Linked DNA regions of Zea mays: region 2 is linked to region 1. A link is a contact called in public Hi-C data. All regions are on one chromosome and are shown on one strand. Each heading gives the region's core, a stretch centred on a gene start, on an enhancer-like site or on the middle of the called end of the contact. The rest is flanking DNA. Distances are from core to core; before and after follow the strand shown.

What was found. Hi-C and Micro-C count contacts between places; a contact is called where the count stands out from the background.
Region 2: a Hi-C map of tassel shows a contact between it and region 1, with 1.5 times the contacts expected there. The contact joins the promoter of LOC103630365 here to the promoter of LOC541849 in region 1. A contact is called at or near these places in 3 of 25 Hi-C or Micro-C datasets (leaf and tassel).

The regions. Positions count from the first base shown.
Region 1 is chr6:158,142,826-158,147,107 of Zm-B73-REFERENCE-NAM-5.0, reverse strand. It overlaps LOC541849 (glutathione transferase41), which reads left to right and starts at 1,874. Exons shown (of 2, transcript NM_001111528.2): 1 at 1,874-2,253; 2 at 2,393-3,241. The coding sequence starts at 1,906. The coding sequence ends at 2,848.
Region 2 is chr6:158,302,342-158,306,665 of Zm-B73-REFERENCE-NAM-5.0, reverse strand. LOC103630365 (beta-hexosaminidase 3) reads right to left here and starts at 2,683. Exons shown (of 14, transcript XM_008651423.2): 1 at 1,924-2,683; 2 at 1,676-1,750; 3 at 1,451-1,486; 4 at 1,251-1,362; 5 at 963-1,033; 6 at 678-808; 7 at 373-438; 8 at 42-142. The coding sequence starts at 2,250.

The DNA of each region.
Region 1 (4,282 bases), core at 625-3,124:
ACATTTCTTCCCCATCCCCGTTCCCCGCGGGGATAAATCCCCGTCGGGGATCCCCATCCCCGCTTAAATTATAATTAAATCATACTTCATTTGTTATTAATGTAAAATATTGTCACTTATACACATTGTTAGATGTAAAATTCATTATGTGCACATTAAAATTAATGTATTTGTACAACGGGTGATCTCTTGACAAGGTAATTCTTTACTTTTATCATTAACTATTACATCAAAACATTGTCACATGTAAGTTTAACGGGTCCCCACGGGGAACAGGGATGGGGAATGCTTCCCCATCCCCGTCCCCGTTTACCCGTCGGGGGAGAACTTTTCCCCATTTACATCCCCGTGGGGGAAGAAACTTCCTCATACCCATCCCCTAATAGAGGAATTCCCCGCGGGGAATCGGGGATCGGGTCCCCATTGCCATCTCTAATCCGGCCGGCCCCGGCTACTGTTGCTTTCCTCCATCCGGCGGTCGCCTTCCTTTCCGGCCCGGCCGGACTACTCGACGTCCGAGTCCGATCCAACAGTGGCCGCACTTCCGTGGGCTGGTGTTGGTGCTGGTGTGCCGTGCGCGTACGTTCTTGGAATCTTGGCGCACGCTGCCTGTGCATCAACAGTGGACGTGTGTGCACGTATGTAGTAGTAGATCAATGATCATGCAGCGCCCAGTAAACGAAGACGCTGCTCTCGCTGCGTCTCCAACGCAAGAGAGAGATAGAGAAAGAAACAAGGTGACACGGGAGTTTCCCTCCCTGTAAAAATAAAAAGATAGTAGTCTATAATTGCATCTATTCTGGCCGGCCAAATGCATTCTGGGTTGCATGCATGCATGCATGCAGCAGCGATGCAGGTGGTCAGTCTTCGGTCAAACGCACACCGCAAGATTCCTTCGTGCGCCGGGTTTGGTCGTGAACATGCAGGTTTTAGTCAAGACTCGAGCGCATGGATCAAGGCTTCAAGCACTTTGACCAAAGATTATTTTTTTCAGTCATCGGTAGTAGCTAGCTAGGGTTTGCCATTTTGCTTTCACAGTCACCGCCACATCTTCTTCGTGAGGGGCCGAACGCAGCGTACGGCACGGTTAGTCCCGGGTCGTCAGCAGAAACTACACTACACTAAAGCTTGGCCAGCTGATTGTTGTGCAAGCCAAAGCATTGGGGAACAAGTCGAGACGTAGCATAGGTGGTCAGGTCTCCTCGATCACTGCGGCTTTACTACTACTATACTAGAGTAGTACTAACTAGTGCTCCACGCAAATCCGCCAGAGCTGCGACGAAAAGGCATCGTCCGCCGGTCGGCGAAGACTTCCAATGAGAACCATTTTACCCCCATAAAACAAACAGCTCTTCCGGTAAAGTAAAAGCTGCAGTAACCAACTTCACAGTTTCACACTCCCCCACAGTGAATGAACAGGAAGAAAGTCCACGGCCAGCCGATGTGCCGTGCGCTGGAAGCCTGCCCGGCCGGCCCATCGCGGACGGACGGACGGGCGCGGGTTCCCATGGCCCAACACGCCACATCGGACCCACTCGTGAGCTCCACTTCCAGTGCCACCGCCGTGTCTGTGGGCCTGTGGCTAGTCCCGCTCTGAGAGCATATCCTGTAGGCAAAGGACGCCGATGCTCCCATGAGCAAAATGCATCCAAGCCATCCGTTCTGTATCCAACGGTGTTAATATATATGACATTTTTGCAAATAAGTCATCCCACGCTTTCCACGTTAGTGTTGTTCATTAAAAAAACCGCGGTACACCGTTGGATATTGGATGGATGGACTGGATGTATTTTGCGCATGGGAGCACTGGCGTCCTTTGCCTACAGGATATGTTCTCCTATATAAACCCCCAGGAGCTCCAAGCCGGCCACGCAACAAAGCATCTTGAGTGTTCGACAGCGAGCCATGGAGAAGACGTCCGAGAACGCCATCCCGCCGGCGGCATCCCCGCTGATGCTGTTCGGGTCGTGGGCGAGCTCGTACACGCACCGCGTGCAGCTGGCGCTGCGGCTCAAGGGCCTGGAGTACGACTACGTGGAGGAGGACCTGGGGAACAAGAGCGACGAGCTGCTGCGCCACAACCCCGTCCACAAGAAGGTGCCCGTGCTCGTCCACGGCGGCCGCGCGCTCCCGGAGTCCGTCATTATCCTCCAGTACCTTGACGACGCCTGGCCGGAGACCCGCCCGCTGCTCCCCGCCGACGCCTTCGACCGCGCGCTCGCGCGGTTCTGGTGCCACTTCGCCGACGACAAGGTACATATGTATATATATACACCACCGTCGTCGTGCCGTGCGTCTGCGGAGCGAGGAGGCGATGCGTGCCTGAGCCTGCCTGACACGTACGTACGTGCCCGTCTCGTACGTTTTTGTCCCCGTGCTTGTCTCGTTGCAGCTCGGGCCGGCGGTGGGCGCGGTGTTCGCGTCGACGGGGGAGGGCCAGGAGGCGGCGGTGCGGCAGGTGCACGAGAACCTGGCGCTGATCGAGTCCGAGCTCCGCGACGGCGCGTTCCGGGGCCGCCGCTTCTTCGGCGGCGACGAGGTGGGCCTGCTGGACGTCGTCCTGGGCTGCGGCTCCTACTGGCTCGCCGTGTTCGAGGAGGTGACCGGGGTGCGCCTCGTGGACGCCGACGCCTTCCCGCGCTTCCACGCCTGGCTGCGCGACTTCGAGGCCCTGGACGAGGTCCGGGAGACCATCCCCGCGGTGGACCGCCTGCTCGAGTACGCGCGCGGCCTCCGCCACATGCTGCTCGGCCTCGCGGGGGCCGGCGCCGGCGCCGGCGCGGACGCGCCCTCCACCGACGCCCCCGCCGCACCGCCGGCCTCGGCTGACATCGCCGTCGACATTTGAACGCAGGGCGTCGTCGCGCCGGGCGTCTGCCAGCGCCGTCCGGCTAGCCATCAGTAGCTAGTACGTAGTACCAGTATAGTTTGCAGAGTCGATTGCGCCATGTGTGGTGGCTGCGTGCCTGTGCCTGCCTGCCGGCCTGGCCTGGAGTGCGGTTCTGCTGCCGCCACAGTTAATTGGCCCAGTTTGTCTAGCTGTCGAGTTTTTTTTTTTCAACTCTCTCTGTCTCTCTCCGACTCTTCCCTTCTTTTTGATAAAGTTCGTCCCTGCAGTTAAATCTCTGTTTGCTGCGACTTGTTCTTCTTGTGTGTGAGAGTGGGACGAAATCTCGTGTGTTTGTATGTGGCAGTTTGGCTCGCTTGTTTGAATGTAAGCCATGTGCGCGTGGTCATTTCTACTGCAATAGGAGTAGAGTACTTACGATCCAACACCGACCGATAACTACTGCTATAGCTCAATAGCTGTACAGTAGATTACGAAGCTTTGATCCGAATTAACTGCGCCGGTTAATGCGCGTGTCAGCATGCACGGTGGTGCTCATTGCTCGCTCGGGAAAGAAGCATTTATTAAAGCGGCAGAGCGACTGATGGAGCGTGTCAATATACATACCGATTTCCTCCTCCCATGCTGTTCTGTTGAGAATTGATGGCTGCTCGTGTTTGCCCTAGCCCTGCCTGATGAATCCGGATACCGGCTGGGTGGCCCCTGTCCTGCTGCCCGATTGCAGTTGCAGTTGCAAGCAACACCGATCAATTTATCTCGTGGTTGATGACGATTGACGACGCATGGTACAAACACGTGAAATGGGGGACGTATAGTAGTAACTGCGAGCGCCGTTCAGATAGATTATGGGCAATATCCACCCTGCTATGCTACCCACCGCAAACTACTGCAGCGCCTGACGAAGATGACGGTAGATTAAATTGCGGCAGCGGCAGGCCGGCCCCGAGACAAAAACATTTCGAAACCGCACGAGCTGCAGCGGCAGGCAGCATCAATTGCGGCAGCTACTAGAAATTAGTGCCGGGGCAGGGGTGTGTGCAAGAGAATCCTAAGCACAGTAGGTCGTCGCGCACGCTGACACGCACGCCTCTCGCCCGGTCCTCCACTCGTCCCCTGCTTGGCTTGGCTCGCTCGTTTCTGTTGAGAACTACGTTACCACGGATCACCAGATCTGCTCCCTTCCCTCCCGTCAGCAGTAGAGGCGCAAGAAGATGTGGATGACCCGTATCCCTTCCCATAAGCATGACAGATAGAACACGAGACACATGATGTAGGGTTGGGCCTCTGGCCTTTTTCTCTTCTCTGTATTATGAGGGGGTGTACAGGTTCCTTATATAGAGGTGTGAGACCCATCAGGGGCAAAGCAGGTATTTGCCCACATAACCCTAACTAAGGTTACTTAACACTCTCCCTTGGGCGAATACCGCGACCAAC
Region 2 (4,324 bases), core at 1,434-3,933, 160 kb before region 1:
CGGGCCTAAATCTATAATAATTCATTTTGACAGAGCACAACCTGAAAGAATTCCATTGATCAGTTGAAATGTAAATTCATTGCTGACATCAAGCGGTTCTTTGCATGTAGCTGATGGCCACAATGATGGATATCCGACACCCCTGAAACAAGAGAAATGCACCAAATTTTAACAATTTTTAGGTATGTTCAATCTTAAATATATTTGTATTATTTCATCTGTAAGATAAAATGTACTTTCTATATACTAAAAATATAATGAGAATGCGCAGATGATAAAAACAACGAAATAATTTTTTGTATCAATAATTTTCAAAAACAAATTACCCATTTTGTAAAGAAGAGTAATGTTGCACATAATTAAATGTATTACCATGAAAGAGCATGGCCAGGTACATCAATCTCAGCCAAGACATTCACGCCTCTTTTTTCAGCATACCTGTGAATCCCTGATATGTCATCTTAACTTGGGAAATCCAGGAGCATAGATAAGTAATCCCTACATTCGAGTCTAAGCAAAGGATGAATATCTGGAATTTTCAGACAATAGTATTGTTGCTTTTTTCACAGTTATGAAGTCATATTTTTGTTTGCCACTTAAAAGTCTAGGTCTAGGTGTCAAGTGACTGCTGAGATATATATAGTTCCAGTACGATGACAAAAAAAAACAGAACTCACTGTACGATGTCGAGTGCATCATCAACTGTATATCTCTCTGAATAAGAGTAAGCGCCGTTCCACAACTTTGGGTAGGAAGATATTTCGAGCGGAAACGATTGCTCGTCCACGATATGCCAATGAAGAACGTTCTGCGCAATGATAGATATTACACGGGCCACATGACTGAGCCGGAACTAATTCAAGGATATCATGTTTTCAAGAGCTCTGGAGGAAAGGAAAGGGTAGCAGCACTAAGGATTAATTAATGAAGTTTGGTCTGCGTGTGGAAACTCGAAAACGTACCAGCTTGCTGAAGGTCATTGAGTCGATCACACCTTTTATCACTGGGACAGGAAGATAGTGCCTTGAAGTATCTGTAAAAAAATTGGTTTGGAACATTAAAACAAGGAATTCGGCATGATCTCGCAAGCATGAGCTCCATGACCACAATTCGTTTCTTTTTCATATCTAATCTGTCCCACTGATCCGTACTTGGACCAAGTCCTAATTAAACCGCTGCCTATGCTAGGGCGAGGGCGATCACCTGCCTTTTTTTTTCTTCCAAACAGAGCAAAAATCAGACTGGCTTACCGATGAGGAGCCCTCGGTAAGGGAATCTGGGAGCGTCCAGGATAGTCCATGGAGCTGAATGAAGTTCGATCAGGTTTGCATTGAAGTCAAAGCTGCACAGTTGACTAAATGTCTGCAATAGCGCAAAATATACATTAGGTATGTTGAAGATATAACAGGGCGGATTTTGGCTTGTGCATAGGTTTCGCTTCCATATTTACCTCCAAGGCATGAAGCGCTCCGTAAACTGTTTGAGCCTGCAAAATATCTCAATACAAACAGCATCAATTATGTGTCACGTTTCTTTTATGGTGAATAAGTTATTTCAGCAAGTGATAAGGATGGTTTGTGCCATTATACGGTGCCTCCAAAAACTCGGTCCTCTTATGAGCGGGAGCCATAAAAAACATTTTGTTTGTAGTTCAAGGACAGCTCGCTACACTAACCTCGATCTGGGCATACAGCGGATCCCCAGTGGCAGGCACAGACAACCTGTACGATTCATCCACCCCGAAGTTGAGCTGCAGAAGCGAAGAAGAAGAAAAAGAGCAATCTATCAGCACTACTAGGCGCAGAGAACGCAATGCAGCAGAGCAGAGCAGCAGGGGGCGCTTGGGTGCCCGTGGCGTGTCTCCAGCTCCAGCTCCACCAGAATCCAGTCCAGTCTGTGGCTCTGTCTGTGCCCCACACCCACCTCGTCGTTGGGCGAGCGGACGGCGACGTGGACGCCGGCGAGCACGGGCGCGCCCCGGGAGTAGGTCCCGTTGATGGCGTGGTCCAGCTCCACGACGGCCACCATCCGCCGGAACGCCTCCGTGAGGATGCCCTTGCCGTCGGGGTAGCTGCTCCCGGCCGTGGACAGCCTGAGGTCCTTGCTGACGAGGAGCGTCTGCGCGCCGCGGGCGACCGACGCCGGCATTGGCCACAGGTCGACGCGGCCGGCGCCGGCGCACGACGGCCCGGTCGCCGCGGCCGCCACCGCGAGCAGCACGAGCAGCCTCGGCCTCAGCGCCGCTGCCATCTCTGCAGGACGGCGCCTGGCAGTGGCAGACTGGCAGTGGCAGACCACCGTGTCTGTCGGTAGTCGGCAGTCTCGGCACGGTGCAGAGCGGAGGTCGTTTGTCAGATATGTAGGCGCAGGCAGCGGCAGGGGGATGCGTGGGCTGTGGAGTGGAGGCAAGGAGGTTGACGGAGATCGCGCACCTAATGCGCAATGATATGGAATCAATCACTCCCAAGTCCCAAAGCTCCGGCCGGCCTCGTCGGAGGAAAAGGAAAGGTGGCCTTTTGCGCTGTCCTGTCCGGGCGGCGCGGGGAGGGGAATGTGATGCTAGTAGTTCCTACCTCTACTGGAGGCTGGAGGCTGGAGCGTACCTTTTTGTTTATGGCCTGTGACAAAAGCGTGCATATGGCAGGCAGACCAGCTGCACGGATGCTCGCAGTCGCAGCACGCAACTGCTCCATCTGCATTCATCCGCCTACCATATACCAACCCACGTGGGCCCCCATCTGGGTTAGGCCGTTTTGGTGAATGAATGAATGAAGGCCGTTTTGCTCCAGCTGGGTCACAATTTGTCAAAATTAGCTGGTCAAATTTAAGAACTTAACCCTAATTAGAAAAGGTTATGTAAACTGTAGTGACAAAAAAAACAGGCCCTAATAAATAATGTGTTTTGTCCGTGTGAAAGAAAACCCATGGAGCCATTTGCATGCGGATGAGGTCTTTGATGCTTCTGCCGTAGAACTAACTGCAAGGAGTGGCAGGCGGGGAGTGTAATGGAAACTGGATAACTGGACGTGGACGTCTGGTCTGGCAGCTCACTTCACATGCACCTGTCCTTTCTCGCAGGCCACTATAGACCACCGACACGTGAGATGGTCCTGCTGCCCGAACGCTCGTGACGCTTTGGGTTGCCGCGCGCTTCTGCCGGCCAGGGTTTGCCATTGCCTACCTCTTGCAAAATACTAGTAGTTCCGTGTTACTTGATCGGTGCCTGACTTCGTGTTTGTTCCTTTCCTTTTCCTTTGATGCGCTTCTGCTGCATGCGGCCGATGAATATTCAATTGTTTCTTGCTGCTGCGTGCTGCATGCGCTGCGCGCGCGAGGGCCACGTGAGATCTTTTTTACGCGCGCGAGCGCGAGGGCGCCCACGAGGAACGCGATGGCGTACTCAACTCCTCGACGCGGAGGAACGTGGGTGGAGTCAGCTCACTCTGCCCTGTTTCGTTTCCTGTGTTGCAGCAAAATACGTACCGAAATGGGTGTCGGTGTCATCCAGATATATTACCACTATATATATATATAGTAATTTCCAAACAAAGTCATGCTTGCTTAGTTCAGATCCAATCGTATTCATTTCAACCTCCTACTATCTCTGTTTTCCTTTATAAGGTACACCTCCACATAACAGCCTGCCTTCCGAATTGTATCTTAACTGTTTATTTCTTCTATACTACTATCTTGCTTATATTTGTAAAGTTATCAACAGTACTACGTATTATTTATTACTCCCTTTGTTTTTTTAGTTGTCGCTGGATAGTGCAAAATTACACTATCCAACGACAATTAAAAAGAAACGGAGGGAGTATCAAACAGTAGATAGTTTGACTTAGCACTGGAGCTATAACCGCATCGTCCTTTCCGGAACGGACAGTGTACTTGCATTGACCTGAGTTTTTTTATTATTATTATTGCTCAAAGCAGTACCAAGGACGCCTTCTTAAATGGTGTATTATTTATTCATTCATATAGGCAAGGTGCTACTCCATCTGAAAGTATACAGCGTTGTTTGAGACTTGGTGCAATTTAGAAGCTCATATTTCGATCGCTAGTTTCTCTTACAATATATCGTTCATGGCAGTAAAACTTCAAAAAAAATATAGCGTATTATGCATGGCACCAATATAATAAACACCGCTTTTGTAGCACGGACCTCTAATTGTTAGCTGACAATTGAAACAGATTTATTTCTGCTCCATATTCTGTGGTGGAGGACAGAAGAAAAACAAGCTATCTAGATATACCACCGCACCACATACGTCTTAATTAGCAATAACAAAGGAAGATATAAAGGTTTTAAAAGTTGAGGTGTGGC